Linked DNA regions of Mus musculus: regions 1 and 3 are each linked to region 2. A link is a contact called in public HiChIP or PLAC-seq and promoter capture Hi-C data. All regions are on one chromosome and are shown on one strand. Each heading gives the region's core, a stretch centred on a gene start, on an enhancer-like site or on the middle of the called end of the contact. The rest is flanking DNA. Distances are from core to core; before and after follow the strand shown.

What was found. Promoter capture Hi-C pulls out the DNA fragments that hold promoters and counts their contacts. HiChIP or PLAC-seq counts read pairs in DNA pulled down with a chosen protein or histone mark.
Region 1: a CTCF HiChIP or PLAC-seq map of large pre-B cells shows a contact between it and region 2, with 7 times the contacts expected there. The contact joins two enhancer-like sites. A contact is called at or near these places in 1 of 15 datasets of contacts at CTCF or cohesin (large pre-B cells) and 1 of 115 datasets of contacts at active chromatin or transcription factors (large pre-B cells).
Region 3: a contact with region 2 is called in a promoter capture Hi-C map of pre-B cells, with 5 times the contacts expected there. The contact joins the promoter of Yap1 here to the enhancer-like site in region 2. A contact is called at or near these places in 3 of 39 promoter capture datasets (hippocampal neurons, liver and pre-B cells), 1 of 484 Hi-C or Micro-C datasets (pre-B cells), 1 of 115 datasets of contacts at active chromatin or transcription factors (large pre-B cells) and 1 of 9 other capture datasets (adipose tissue).

The regions. Positions count from the first base shown.
Region 1 is chr9:7,736,729-7,739,953 of GRCm38.p6, forward strand. No RefSeq gene overlaps it. Among named protein-coding and RNA genes, the nearest start is that of Tmem123, 26 kb to the right of the region's middle. Within about 2 kb of position 1,838, at least 1 of the 459 cell types and tissues checked has an H3K27ac peak or open chromatin away from gene starts, as enhancers often do.
Region 2 is chr9:7,220,075-7,223,262 of GRCm38.p6, forward strand. It overlaps a transcript of Dcun1d5 not described here. Among named protein-coding and RNA genes, the nearest start is that of Gm31639, 34 kb to the right of the region's middle. Within about 2 kb of position 1,572, at least 101 of the 459 cell types and tissues checked have an H3K27ac peak or open chromatin away from gene starts, as enhancers often do. A contact at or near this core is called in adipose tissue and pre-B cells, where this site is marked.
Region 3 is chr9:8,002,885-8,006,084 of GRCm38.p6, forward strand. It overlaps Yap1 (yes-associated protein 1), which reads right to left and starts at 1,712. Exons shown (of 9, transcript NM_001171147.1): 1 at 1,231-1,712. The coding sequence starts at 1,506.

The DNA.
Region 1 (3,225 bases), core at 588-3,087, 520 kb after region 2:
TGGGATGTCTATAACCTGCCCATCTCCAAGGTTCAGTGGTCATCCTAGAAGAGAGGTAGAAAGAATGTAGAGCCAGAGGAGGGGAAGGAGGGCTGTAACATCTTGTCTTTGGAACATGACATGACCATTGCATCCATGAGGTCATGGTGGCTATGGATACCTGCCAGAGGTCAAATCAAAAGATCAGTCAGTATCCCAACAGGCTGCACTAACCGGATTCAGTGGGTTATTAACTGAAAAAGGAGAATGTGTGATCCAAGTGGATTAGGAATGTTTGGGGACATTGGGAGGGAAGAGCAGTGGGTTCCTGGGAAATATGATCAAGATGTACAGTTCACATATAAAATTGTCAAAGAATAAATAAAAGATACTCATTTTAAAGTATTTTATGTGTACAGGTGTAGGTGCTGAAAATTGAACCTGGGTCAGTATGTTAACCACTGAGACATCTCTTCAGCCCAAGATATTCTCTTTTAAGAGTTTCCAAGGCATGTAAGAGCAAATAATTCCTGTATTGAGGGGAAAAAAAGATATATGTGTTATGAGTCTATATTCATAATCATTTAGAGGGAAGTGATGGAGTTGATCTGGAGTCTTGTGCTAACAGGCACAATCACCTGTGAGATCCATTATCAACTACCTACATGACTGTATGCTGCACAAGGAACATAGAGCAGAGAGTTCCTCAAAGAAAAACACCTAAATGTGGACAGTGATGAAGAGAAACAAAAAGGGCTTTTTAAATTTTAATTTAATTTTATATCCCAAATCTGCAGCAGGTGGGTGAGCTAGCCCAGAAAGTGGAAGAGCTGTCCCTGCCTCTTCCCAGCTATAGCAGTAGGGAGAGAGAGCCCCACATGTCTTCTGGTATCACAATAGAGCTGGCCCTGGTGGCATGGGTACAGGAGAGCCAACTTGAGAGCATGAGAGTAGGAAGCCAGGCCCCTCCCCTACCTGGGCAAAGCTGGAGGCTTGTCCCTGCCCCTCACCTGGACAAAGCTGGAGAGCTGGCTCTGCCCCTCACCTGGACAAAGCTGGAGAGCTGGTCCTTTCCCTCACCTAGACAAAGCCAGAGAGCTGGCCTTGCCCCTCACCTGGGCAAAGATGGAGAGCTGGCCCTAGTGGTGATACTGAAATGACCAACTTACCTTCCACCCAGCCCTAGATCTGAGTTGGACCACCCCAATATCTAGCTCATCTATGACCTGCTGGAGTTTGTGAAGGGGCTGGTCCTACAGATTCAAAACTACAGGATCTCTATGATACAAGAACAGGATATCCAAGAGGAGGCCTGGTGAGGATCCAATATTGATAGTATAGCAGAAATCAGAGGTCTCGAACCAGACCAAAGACTCATTGCAAAGAACATTTGCAAGAAAAACTGTTTGGGCAAAAAGGGTATATACTGTGGAACACACCATGACATATTGTAGCTTCTGTGGCAAGACAGGTTTTGTTTTTATACATTTCTTTCTCTTTTTTTCCTCTCTTTCTTTCATTTTCTTTTAGAGGGTCACAAGGGCAGAGAGTGAGTGTGGAGGGATGGGAAGATGAATAGGGTTGGGATGCAGGATGTGAAATTCACAATCAATTAAAAGGCTTTAAAATTTAATTCTATGTATTTCTGGTGTCATATTTAAATTTTAACACTAATGTGAGAGTTTTGACTCTTTTGGAATGAAAAAAAATAAAATTAGCTATAAATATTTACAGAGTACAGAAAACAGTGAGCAGTCTTCAGGAACTGCATGCATGAAGAATCACTAAGTATTCCTTAGAACATTAGCTGACAAAATTGTTCACATGTGTCCACACCAGTTACACAGAAGTTTCAGAAACCTAGCACCTGTGCATCAAGTAATTTTCATGCTGCAGTTGAGATAATGAAGAAGCTAGAGGGCAGGAGGGTCATCAGCACATTGAAGCATTTGAGACAATAGGAGTGGGGTTTTCAGAAGCAAATTACCTGATCATGGCTCTATATGGAATCACAAATCCAAATGAAACTTCCAGAAATTAATGAAGTAAATGAAAATAAATCAGTTGGTGCCTGGTGAGAGAGAGAGAGAGAGAGAGAGAGAGAGAGAGAGAGAGAGAGAGAGAGGGAGAGAGAGAGAGAGAGAGAGAGAGAGAGAGAGAGAGAGAGAGAGACTCATTCTTCTTTTTTTATTATTAGATATTTTCTTCACTTACATTTCAAATTCTATCCCGAAAGTCCCCTATACCCTCCCCCCACTCTGCTCCCAAACCACCCACTCCTGCTTCCTGGCCTGGCATTCCCCTGTACTGGGGCATATAATCTTAGCAAGACCAAGGGCCTCTCCTCCCAATGATAGCCAACCAGGCCATCTTCTGCTACATATAAAACTAGAGACATGAGCTCTGGGGGGCACTGGTTAGTTCATATTGTTCCTCCTATAAGGTTGCAGACCCCTTTAGCTCCTTGGGTACTTTCTCTAGCTCCTTCTTTGGGGGCCCTGTGTTCCATCCAATAGATGACTGTGAGCATCCACTTCTGTATTTGCCAGGCACTGGCATAGCCTCACAAGAGAGAACTATAGCAGGGTCCTGTCAGCAAAATCTTGCTGGCATATACAATAGTGTCTGGGTTTGGTGGTTGTTTATGGGATGGATTCCCAGGTGGGGCAGTCTCTGGATGGTCCTTCCTTCTGTCTCAGCTCTGGACTTTGTCTCTGTAACTCCTTCCATGGGTATTTTGTTCCCCATTCTAAGAAGGAACAAAGTATCCACACTTTGGTGTTCCTTCTTCTTGAGTTTCATGTGTTTTGCAAATTGTATCTGTTAAATCCATTTGTTTAATAACTTCCATTAGCTTCAATGTGTCTCTGTTTAGTTTCTGTTTCTAGGATCTGTCCATTGATGGGAGTGGAGTGTTGAAGTCTCCCACTATTGTTGTGTGTGGTGCAATGTGTGCTCTGTGGTTTACTAAAGTTTCTTTAATGAATGTAGATGCCCTTGTGTTTGGAGCATAGATATTCAAAATTGAGAGTTCATCTTGGAAGATTTTACTTTTGATGAGTATGGAGTGTCCCTCCTTGTCTTTTTTGATAACTTTGGGTTGGAAGTCGATTTTATTCGATATTAGAGTGGCTACTCTGGCTTGTTTCTTTGGACCATTTGCTTGGAAAATTGTTTTCCAGCCTTTTACTCTGAGATAGTGTCTGTCTTTGTCTCTGAGGTGGGTTTCCTGTATGCAGCAAAATG
Region 2 (3,188 bases), core at 322-2,821:
TGCTGGCAATGCTAGACTGGGATAGCCTATCACATACCGTCCTACCTTACTAAACTGCGAGCTCAAGAGCAGGCCTATAGATCTTTGCTATACTTGTTCCCAATGCTTAGAACTATACTCACTATGGAAAAAGCACTAATCAATGGAGCAAGTAAATAAATGAGATAATTTGCTCATGAGACCTGTTAGCCAACCTGTGTAGTTTTGTTCTCTGTGGTACACATTATCATTCCATTTTTTCATATTGAACTACTATTTAATACAAATGAATATAAGAAATGCTTATTAACTGTAATATTTTTATCCTTAAATGGCATGTATTTTAATGACTGTCCATTGCTGATGGCACAGGGATAGTTCTTATGCTTTGCTGAAGGAACTTCAAGTTAGCATAGCATTTTTTTATAAGGCACCTAAGAAGATATATTCAAAACTCTTAGCAGCTTTCATATCCTTTTACCTAGCCATTCTGGTTACAAATGTATCCTGGAGAAAAATATTTTTAACTTGGGGCAGTTATATAAATGTTGCAATGTAACTTCTAACGCACCTTGGAGTGTTATACCATCTTATACCATGCCATATTAGCGAGTGAAAATGACATTTTAAATCACCATAAACAATGTGATAGTGTGCTTTAAAACAGGGCATGTACAAGGAAAAGACTGGAAAGGTTGAGCACCGACTGTAAAAAATGATAACTTCTGGGTAACAGAGTTTTTCTCTTATTGTTTTTTTTTTTCTGTAATAAAATCAGTATGTAACAGTTTTAGAATATAAAATCAATAAAGGTCATTTAAAGAATATACATTTTTCTCTTTGCTTGATTTTATGTATCTATGACCTCAACTGTAACGTAGTAATTGTTATCTGGACCCAGTCTTGGGTGCCTTTCCTTACCTAACCTGACACTGTTGTTCACAGTGGCTACAGGATACAATAGAAGCCACTGTAGAAGTGACATTGATTTGATTCAGAAAATACTTGTTGAGAGCGTGCTGTCCAAGGACATGGGTTATAAAGTATGGCGATAACCAAATTCTTACGGTTAAGTACATTTTGACGATTTTTGAAAGCATGTGTTTAGTGTGTATGTGTAAGGGAGCCCATCCCACACTGCCTGCTGGGGGCAGCATGTCCCCTCCTGACACTCCTCTGCTTTCTCAGTTTCGCCTTCATTTATTCTCCCTCCTGTCCTTCCTATGTGTCTGCACTAACATCTGCTTCTGCTTCTAGCTTTTCAGGGTCTGACTGAAACTAAACTGCTGAAACTGTCTTCCTTAACATAAGCAGTTTGACTTTCAGTAAAACTGAAAGAAAAGTAATCACTTGAAAGCCCTGTTGTAGTGGTTTAAAGAAATGTATTTCATTAAAATAAAGCTATGGCTTAGTGCAGTTTCCTGTGTAGATTAAGTGCAATTGTGTAACTCCTCTAGACTTTGCCTAGTACTAGAACATTGTTTTCTTCAAGTTACTACAGTTCCCCCTTTCTGATTCTCTTATATCTGCCATTGGGCAGAAGAAACACAGAAAAAAAAAAGTCAAACGGAAATGACACCAACTGTTGTGACTGTACCAGTTTTGTGGCCTGTGTAAAAAAGTCATTTAGAAACTAGGAAGGGTAAGGGACTGCTCGTGTCTGTATATGGAGTGGGAAACAGCCAAACAGGAAGTGTATCCAAAGCGTAAGCGAATGCCGGTCATGTTAGCTTGCTGAGAAATTGTGCGTCCTCCAGCCGAGACCCAGGAATGAAGGGGAAAGAATGACAACTAGAACAAAGAAGCCATCAAGGGCTGGATTCTAGTCATCACAGAACCTTCCTGCTTAACATGTGAATTTAAAGAATCACCCACTTACTGGAATATTAGAAACCCTCAAGATCAATCCCAGTAATATAGTAAATGACACTCAGTCGAAGCAGTATTTTACTTGTTACTGCTCTGTGTATGCATCTCTACTTCAAGAGAACAATATGTGTAAAGTTGTTCTGATCACCATGGTAAACCTAACATTGAGCATTCAGAAGTCAAATGGGAAGACTGGCTCACAACCTCCTAGAAAACCTGCTTGCTAGTTGCTGAGCGTTCCCTATGCTGTCTGTCATCTCATATCCCTCAGCAACAGTAGACAGCTGAGTTAGATCTAAGCCAGCCAGTCTAACTGCATTATTTCTGGGTGGTCCTAAGTTCCTGGTGAGGCACAGGAAAGTACTTTGTGGAATCTGAAGAGCTCTGTGATACTTTCAAATGCCGTTAGCGGCATCAGCGCTACAATGATTGTGTGAAATGCATGTAACATAGGGACTCAGAGTTACATAGATTTCCAATGAATATCTACGTTATAATCTACAATTTTGAGTTACACATCATTGGACATTTAATACATAAAGCCACATAGTAATTGACAAATGTTTGGTAAATGAAGACACAACTTCCTTGGTATAGGTGGGCAAAACAATTTCCAGAAAAGCATTCATGAGGGAAACTTGTATTTGCTAAGCCATTGATAGCCTGCAAGGGACAGGCTTTGCCATATTCTTATGTCTGTTTTTTATCTTCTAAAATCTGGATCCTTCCTATTCCCCAGGAGTTTCCCTTCCTACATCACCACGGAGCCCACTGACACTGGGTGAGATCACTCAATGCTTTCTGCCTGCGTCATCTATTTATTATTTCCTGAAAATAATGGGTTGTATTTATATATTTTTGCATTCCTTTTAAGAAAGATATTTTAGGTTCCTCAAAGAGTGATGAGGCTCTAGGATAGCAGTTCCTTCCACTCTTGAGGTCATCATGTATATACCATAATACTACACTGAATAGACTTCTTTAGGAAATGGTGTGTTTTGTTAACTTGACAGAGCTCAATTGAGGAAATCTCAATTGAGAAACTGCCTCCATCAGACTGGCCTGTGGGCATGTCTGCAAAGACATTTTCTTAATTGCTAATGTAGGAGGGCCCAGCCCACTGTGAGCAGTGCCATCTTTAGACACTTGGGCCTGGGCTGTATAGGAAAAGCAGTTGAGCAAAGTGGAGTAAGTAAGCTAGAAGCAGTGTTCTTCCATGATCTCTATTTGAGATCCTGTCTTAGTTTCCCCCAATGATGGACTTAGCTGTAAGCCAAATAAACCCTCATCTCCCCAGGTCAGTTTTGGTTATGATGACTTATGATGGCAATGAAGAACAA
Region 3 (3,200 bases), core at 462-2,961, 780 kb after region 2:
TGTCACATACGTTTAGTTCAGCGAGTACAGAAACTCACTTGTGGGGGAGGGAGCAAATAGTATCTAGGTCTACTGTTGTTACAAATTAAGAGTTTATTTAGCCGAGCAGCTAGATAACTTTTCCTTCCTTCTTAAGAGGCTTTTTGTAGGGAGGTTAATCGAGATTTTCGAAGCTTCAAAAACCCCGTTCTACAACAAGCCTGCCTAGGAGGGGGGGCTGGAGTGGGGGCGGCAACTCTTCTTTCCACTCAAGTTACAGCCCGAGTGGGCTAACGACATGGCAGTGTTTGGAAAACCAATTAAGTTTTGGGCAAAGTTCCTGTGCTGCTTTAGCCTAAAGCAAGTTCTTTAAAAATTAAGTAATTAAAAGCGGGGGGAGCGACACTAAAGAAATCTACCAGGACCTATCGGAATGTTAATACTTTGAAACGGTTTCACTTCTGTGCTGGATCCAGTTGGGAAAATAACCAGGCGTCGTGGATACGGATAAGCAGCCATGTTCACATCCGCAGTCAGTTAAAGAGCAATGGCGAGCTTGGAATTAGTCATTGCTTCCCAAACATTACCTTTAATCACAGTTGAGCCGGGCAGAACTCGGCCTATGAGTCAACCTGCAACGCGCTATCAAAGGCCGGCGCAGAAACCTCTGCACCGTGAGCGCAGCCGAGCTCCTGCGCAACACACAGACGTGGCTCATTTAAAAGCTTTCGGGCCGAACAGTAAATAATAGGTTACGATTTAGGAAAAGGACACGTGAGCCCACCGAGTGTGAAAGGATCCCGCCCGCGCGAGTTCCAGGGCACGGCGGAGGCGAGTGGGGGGTCGAGGGAGCTTCGCTCGGGCTGGGGAGCCCGAACCCTGCATCCGGAGAGCGCCTGGGCCGCGAGAACAGAAAAGCTTTCGGGAGAGGGAGGGGGAGGGGACCGGGAGAAGGAACCAGAAACTCAATGGACCAGTTCAACCCCCACCCCTCACCGGCACGCGAAAACAAGAGGGCAGTTAACACAGCTCCACCGGAGACTGCAGTGGCGCGGGAAGGGGAGATCGGGTACCCCCGGCTGGGGTCCCGCACAAGACGCCGGCCCCCTCCCCCTCCTCCCCTCCCCCTCGTCAGAGCGAAGGTGCGGAGCGGAGGCGCGCGCATTGTGCACCCCCCCTGCGGCCAACTCCGCGAAAACAACCCCCAGCACCGCACCCCCACGCGGCCCCGCGCCCCCGGGATACCCTTACCTGTCGCGAGTGGGACTTGGGCTCAGGCGGCTTGAAGAAGGAGTCGGGCAGCTTGCGAAGCCGCATGGGCACGGTCTGAGGCACGTTGGCCGTCTTGGGGTTCATGACGGCATTGAAGAGCGCCTCCAAGTCGGTCTCCGAGTCCCCGCGGACGTGCACGACCTGGTGGCCGGCCGGGGGTGCGGGCGGGGCCGCGGGGGTCCCGGCCGGAGACACGGACGGCGGCGCGGGGCCTTGCGGGGCCGGCTGGGGCGGCGGCTGTTGCGCGGGCTCCATGGCTGCGGCCTCGTTCGACGCTCGGGGCACTGCGCTCAGGTTCGGGGGGCTGCGACGCGCGCCCGCATCGCCCTGCACTCCTTGCCCGAGGCCGCCTCCCCTCTCCTCCCCTCCCCTCCGCGAGCTCCTTCCTTCCTCCCTTTCTTTGCCCCCGGCCGCGGCGGCGTCCCAACTGAGACAGAAACTTTGGCTCCAGACGCCCAAACTAAAAAGTTGCGAGGAGCGCCCGCCCGCGCGCCTCGCGGGCTCCGCCTCCTCGACGCTCTTCCTTCCTCTGCGCGCCCGCCCGCACCGAATCCGCGGCCCGCGGCCCCCGGGGAAACTTTCCCTGCGCGTCGCTACATTCCTGCAGACTCCCGGCCGCACGTGACCCGGGGGCGACCGCGCTGCGTGCGCACCCACCGGCCGGCCCCGAGCCGCTCGGCTGCGGGCGCAGATCCTGCCGGACCCGCGCGCAACGCCAAGGCCGCGAGGAATCGGGACAACCGGCTTGGTAGGGTGGATGCAAAGGCCACACTGTTCACCCGCACTAAGGTTAATCCGGTCCGCGTTTTAACATTGATTCCATTTACCACCAAGTTTGAAGAAGAAACAACAAAACACTTGAGGGCGGGTGCAAATGATTTCAAAGTGAAGCTTGGAAACCAGGAGTTGCACTGGGAGTACCTTACAAAAGGAAACAGTATTACTTTTTAAATTTTGTTTTAAACAGGCTTTACTCTGTAGTCAAGGATATCCTCCAACTCTTTGTGCCACAGCTTCCACAGACAGCTAGGATTCCAAGCCAGGGCCTCTGCTAGCCCGGTTTTTGTAGGTTCATAGGTTCGTCCTTTTTCTTTTCTTTTTTCTTTTTTTTCTTTTCTTTCTTCCTTCCTTCCGCTCCCCCTTTCTCCCTCTCCTTCCTTTTTCTTCCTTTTTGTGTTTCTAATTATGTACAAGTGAGCACAGGTGAAGGTCAGAGGACCATTTGTGGGATCTGTTTTCTTCTTGGTTGTGGGTCCCAGAAATCGAGCTCAGGTACCCTGAACCATCCATCTCATGTTGACTACCCTATTTTGCTGTTTTGAGTCAGGTTCCTATGTAGCTAAGGCTTTCCTCCAATTCACTACATAACTGAGGCTAGCTTAAAATTTCTGCTCCCCCTACCTCAGCCTATAAAGGGCTCAAATAACAAATGTGGGGCACCTTGCTCAGCAAACTTTTTTTTTTTTTAAGTGAAAAGTCAATTTTTTAACACCAAAACTTGACATTTCTTTGGGAACTTCAACTCAAAACATAAGTCACTGTTTAACCTCATGGAGCATTGTGGGTTTTCCTCTTGTGTTTAGTACAAGGGTAAACAATGCAGGGTAGACTAAGAAATGAACCTCAATGGAGATTACCTTAGCCCCTGATTCTCTGTGTGTCAGTCTTTTATCTATCAGGAGCCTATCTGGAATCACTCCAAAAATGATAAAAATCTGTTCGTGTTTTTTAAGTTAATTATTTTGTATTGGGTGTTTTGCCTGAGTTTATGTCTTTGCCTTGGTTCCACAGAGGTCCAAAAGATGGTATTAGATTCCATGGAATTGGAGTACAACTGGTTGTGAACAGCCACGTGGGTACAGGGATTCGAACCTGAGCCTTCTTAGGAACCAGTACTTTTAGTGACCGGCCCTCTCCTCAGCCCCTTGTTGAAGTCATGAGCTACAAAA